Linked DNA regions of Mus musculus: region 1 is linked to region 2. Evidence: chromatin contacts called from public HiChIP or PLAC-seq data. All regions are on one chromosome and are shown on one strand. Each heading gives the region's core, a stretch centred on a gene start, on an enhancer-like site or on the middle of the called end of the contact. The rest is flanking DNA. Distances are from core to core; before and after follow the strand shown. Region 1 has its middle 48 kb from the start of Sox2ot. Region 2 overlaps Gm38505 (predicted gene, 38505).

What was found. HiChIP or PLAC-seq counts read pairs in DNA pulled down with a chosen protein or histone mark.
Region 1: a contact with region 2 is called in an H3K27ac HiChIP or PLAC-seq map of a colorectal cancer cell line, with 9 times the contacts expected there. The contact joins two enhancer-like sites. A contact is called at or near these places in 5 of 484 Hi-C or Micro-C datasets (the MC38 cell line, cerebral cortex, cortical neurons and 2 more) and 3 of 115 datasets of contacts at active chromatin or transcription factors (a colorectal cancer cell line, embryonic basal ganglia and pancreatic cancer cells).

Annotation. Positions count from the first base shown.
Region 1 is chr3:34,511,378-34,514,077 of GRCm38.p6, forward strand. No RefSeq gene overlaps it. Among named protein-coding and RNA genes, the nearest start is that of Sox2ot, 48 kb to the right of the region's middle. Within about 2 kb of position 1,279, at least 23 of the 459 cell types and tissues checked have an H3K27ac peak or open chromatin away from gene starts, as enhancers often do. A contact at or near this core is called in a colorectal cancer cell line and pancreatic cancer cells, where this site is marked.
Region 2 is chr3:34,332,372-34,335,071 of GRCm38.p6, forward strand. Gm38505 (predicted gene, 38505) reads right to left here. Exons shown (of 5, transcript NR_166363.1): 2 at 867-990. Among named protein-coding and RNA genes, the nearest start is that of Gm38505, 18 kb to the right of the region's middle. Within about 2 kb of position 1,385, at least 34 of the 459 cell types and tissues checked have an H3K27ac peak or open chromatin away from gene starts, as enhancers often do. A contact at or near this core is called in a colorectal cancer cell line and pancreatic cancer cells, where this site is marked.

The DNA.
Region 1 (2,700 bases), core at 29-2,528, 180 kb after region 2:
AGGCTGGGCCAAAGCTTCCGGCTGCTGAGGTGAGGTCTGAACTCAGTGGTCGACCGATCTCCTGCTTGTGCCCTCATGTGTACTACATATGCCCTAGCTCGAAGAGACGTAGCCTGAAAAAGAAAAAGTAAGCACTCTGTATTTACACATTTGCCAAGAGCCACCTAAAGTCACAGCGTGATTTCAGAAACAGTACAGAGGCGAAAGTATGCAGGTGGCATCCCCACAATCGGAGGGACCCTGACATCACCTTAGGCCCTTAGATAGATGAGTTACTTGTTTTCAAAGCAAACACTCAAACTCCTTTCATTTACGATAGTACCTATCATCCTGAAAATTCAAAAGAATAATACAAAGACCCCTGCTGTCAGTTAACAGTTTGCTGCATTTGTGGTTATTATGCCTGTTTCTCTACCACATGTATATAAAAACACTGTATTTTAAGTCATATTAATAGTGAGAAGTGAGGTGGGACCTGTGTCTGGCTTGTGTTCGTACTCCTCCGAGAAGCCCAGTGATGCCTTTGTATATTAAACATGAAGGGCAGTGGATGAGGCTGAGTGTAAACCTCATCTTTGACTTTTAATTTTTGGTATGTGTGTAAGTTGACACATATCATCTTTCCAAAACATGTCCTATAGCTTATAAAATGTTCATCTTGGGGCTGACAAGGTAGCTCAGCAGGTAAGGGCCCCTGAGGACAAGCCCAATGACCAGAATAATTCCCAGAATCCACATAATGGGAGGAAAGAACCAACTTCCACTGTCCTCTTTCTTAAACACACACTCTGGCACCAAAGCATGCCCTCCCCCATCATGCACAAATAATAAATAAATAAATGCTTTTTAGAAATGAACATGAAGCATGCATGAGTAGTGGTGCATCCTTTTAATCCCAACACTTAGGAAGCAGAGATCTCTGAGCTGTGGGCCAGCCGAGTCTATAGAGTGAGTTCCAGGACAGCCATGGCTACACAGAGAAACCCTGTCTCAAACAAAACAAAATAAAACAAGTGTTCTTTCTAAAATGTCTGTTCAGTCAGTCTATGAATAAAGGAATCATAGTGGAAACGTCACGTGAGGTTACAGAGATGCTTCAGGGGATGCAAGGATGCAAGGGGATGCTCCAGGGCAAACACATCAGCTCTTCACATTGGACAAAAAAAGCAAAGACCTTTCTGGAAAACACTCCAGCACCGTCGCCACCACTGGCACCAGCAGACTGAGTGACACCTTGGGAGTAGCAGTCCACTTTCATGACTCACAGTCAAACCCAACCTCCCAAATTCAGACCATCCAGATGGGCTGTGAGAATGCATAGTATCCTCCCAGGGCCGGGAGGCGCCAGTCAACGACTTAACTATTCACAGTCAAAGGTTCTACGTGTAAGTCCTCACAAGAAGACACAGTGGTTGAGGGGAAACGTGCACGTCCAGTGTGCAAAAGACAGACCAAAATGTCTGGGCACCGCCCAGGCAGATTTAATAGGTGGGCTGACAAAAAAAAAAAAAAAAAAAAAAACACACATTGTACTTATTTCAAACTGGGGCAGCAAGACGTGGGAGGGAGATGCGTCATAATTGATCCATGGACCAGATCCAAATGGCCACAGAGCGGCTGAATTCTGAATCAGAGCTGTGGTTAACATGTCTTTTCCTTTCCCTGTTGAAATAAACTCATAAACAGGGAGTCCTAACAGATCCCAGATGAAGTCCCTTGTTCACCTGATACGAATTAAGTTTCATTGTTAAAGACTAATATAGTCATTTGAGCTGACTAAATTGGTAACTATAAAGCTGGCACTGGGTGGTTCATTATATATTTCGTAGTAACAGCAAAATGTGCTGTCTGGAAACAGGATACATCCCGGGAACTCCAGTCAGATTCACACTTTCACAGAAAGACATTTGCAAGCTAACAAACCCACAAAAACCATGAAGCTTGGGGGCAGTGGGGGGGGGAGCTCCTTAGGCCCCCACACTTTCCTGACGAGGTTCAGATTTGCTGAGGGCTGAAGACGTTTTCTTCAGTGCTGTAGCCATTGGTCAGGAGTCCACGTTTCTGTAAATAGCCCCTCATCTGTGCTCCTGGAAGCGACCCTAATTAAACGAATTAAATCACCAGGAAAAAAAAAAATGAAAAACAGAAATGGGGGCTTGGTTGGGAAGAGGAGAATTAGCAGAGGAGAGGTTGGAGGTGGGGGATGTGGTCAAAATACATAAGTACATTATGAAAAGTCACATGGAGCCCATTATTATGAATAATTAGCATATACTAATAAAAAGATTTTTTTAATGCCACAAGAGAATGATTAAGCATCATAAAACCATGTCATTTGTGGGCTGTTGTGCCCCACACCCTAATCTCAGCATCCCTGAGGCAAAGGCAAATGGTTCCCTGTGAGATTAGGCCAGGCTGATCTACATAGTAAGTTTCAGGCTCTCCGGGACTGCACAGTGAGACCCTGTCTCAAAGGAAGGAAAGGAAGTGACTTAGAAAATGTTCCGTATGCAACCTTGTTGTATGTTTGGATAGATAAAGTAAGCTGACCATTGAGCTGCTTTGTGAGACACCTGGCGTCCTATCACTGGCTAACAGTTGCCACGTGAGCTGTGGACTGCCACAGGAACCCAAAGCACAGGACACTGGTGGTTGTTAGGCTCTGAGTACATGTCACTTCTCAAATTTCTTCCCTTCAGG
Region 2 (2,700 bases), core at 135-2,634:
GCTGGACACAGATGGCTTGGTTCCTTCTCTTTAAGGGTGACATGGCACAAGAGAGAGCTCAACAAAGCCAGCATAGGATCCTAAGTGTATTTGTCTCTTTAGCCCCACAGCCCTTGATACTGCCGCTCTGGGACAGAAATGGAAAATTTCATGCTTGCTTCTCTTGGTTTTTCTCCCCCAAACTCCAAAAGCATTTTAATTTAAAATACAATTTGGCTTTAGCTAATTTATTTACTTCATAAGGATTCTTTGTAAACACACACACACACACACACACACACACACACACACCACAAAAGCCCAAAAATATCAGAGTGAAATGATTTACTGTTTCCACTCCCACCTCTGGCTCGCTGGCAACCTCTGAGAGATTTTAGTGTTCCTCTATGAATTAAAGGATGCTCAGGTACCCAGGGGATCTGCTCTATGAATTAAAGGATGCTCAGGTACCCGGGGGATCTGTCCCTGCAAACACCACATCCCTGGGCCGAGGGAGCAAATGCACCTGCCGTTATCCTCCTAGAGGTAAATTACTAGGCTCTAGGCTTTTCACTCTGAATGATGAGAAATGCTGAGCTGCGCCCTCCATCCAGTGCAAGACTGAGCATTCCCCACAGCTCAGCTTGTTTCCTTGACGGGAAAGTCAAATGTTGTCTTATTACTGTTTTTTACTCTCATTTCTTTAAGTATAAGATAGGAGATTATTTTCAAATGATTACAGATCCCTCCATTTTTGTTCCATGTGAACAGTCTGTCCTTTCCTGACCAGCGTGCCACCCTCAGAGTGTAAGAGCCCTTGATGGTAGAAGGGAAGCTGCCTCCGTCTGCCAGGCGCGGTCCTGGTCCTTTAATGCTGTCCCTCATACCTGCCTCTCACGGACGGTGCCTCCACGCCTCTCCTTCATCACAGGCAGTTTGAATTTGAGGTCGCTTTACTCTTGGAAATCAGAAATGATCATATTGTTCAGAAAGGAGATAGTGTTGGCTCTTCTGTAACCGTGACTCCGGGTGAAGCAGGAGAGGAAAACAAGGAGGCACAATTAAAGAGGGTGAAGGGACTTCAGAGATTTGAAAAGTGGGATGTTCTCATGATAAGACCTTGGAAGGAAAATAATACTTATATTTTTCAAAACCAATTTACCCTACCATAATTTCCTGCTTTTCCTTCTGACATTATTATAGGTATGTGTGTTAGAATAAAAATGTTCTTCCTATTTCTGCATTTTAGACATCACGACTTATGGCCACCAACAGAAGTAAGAGTCCCTGTTCATCACGATAGCCTTGGTGCTGGACAAAGTTTGTAACTGACTCCACTATGACTCATGTCTTTCAGTTAGTGGCTACATTTATATTTAGCTCCATAAAGATGACAAATCAGGGGTTAGTGACTACTTGCAGCTCGTAGGGTGTAGACAAGAGTGGCATTCTATCAGGGTAAAACACATTAGTCATGTCCCTGAATCACTGCATTATTATGATCTCTGCAATCATTAGGAAAACCATAGGCTCTGGAAACAAGCAGAAAGCGGGTAAACTTTGCCTGGCTTCTGCCTCTTGGTCACATATTAGTTAAGTTTGTGTCTCTGAAAGAGGGAATAGGAGACAACCTAGCTTCAGGACAAAAAAATTGATTATGAGTATGTGTGTCATAGAGCAAATCTTAAAGTTGTCATATTTTTGATACTAGCTTGCTCACTAACGAGGGCTTATTAAACACTATCCAAATAGCACTGTGATTGATTTAAATTATGTGCAACTTGTATGTGCTTACTATGTTGACACCTTCACTAAACCAGTTTATGTCTTTCTGGGGAACTTTACCTGTGGTCCATCTCTCTAGGATACTTATCTGGCCCTTATTTAAAGTTAGAATGCCTGGCTCTGCAGTGGCAGTGATGTTAGCCACAGTAACGGGCCTCTCATATGCTTCACTAGAGCAAGTGGCTATTGGCCAACTTCCTGGTCCTTGGTCTTCATGACATTCATGTTTGTCCATGCTGTTCCTTCTGTTTGAAATGCTATTCCTATCTTGACTGTTCATGTGGAAATATATATATACATCTCTCCTTATCTGTCAAGGAAATTGGGAGCTGAATTTTATCCTCAGCCATTTCTGCTGATGAGCAAGAATAATGAGAAGGAACACTGTTAAATTGGGTGTGACGAGGCAGGATTATACGGGAGGCAAGCGTGTTTATTTATTAGTTTTAAATGAATGACTTTCCATCACTTCAGTCAACATTTCTGATATGAATATTTTATGTGGAAAGATTGCTATTGTGTTGGTTAGTTTTGCAAATCAGAACCTATTTGCAAAACACCATCAGGCCTTATCATGGTGTTTGCATTACCTCAGGTCTTACAAATTAGTTATTGTGACTGTAGGTCCCTATTAATGTGGAGTGACTGATTAATTTATTTACCTTGTGAGAATCCATATAGCAAAGTACCGATGTTCCATGACTAAGTATGAAGACATGGATTCTTGGTTTTAAAACACAGCCTTCTATTGTGCTTCTTCCCTCACCCTGGGTTCTACATGGCCACAGATGTACCTGATAGAATCGGTTCTAAAATAACCATTTTACAGATTAGATCCCAAACCTACTCATTTTATAAGAGCTCCTTCCTCACTGACTGTATCCTCATCTGGGTCAGGGCACCGTGCTGGAACCTGTGACTCCTGGTAACTTGTCT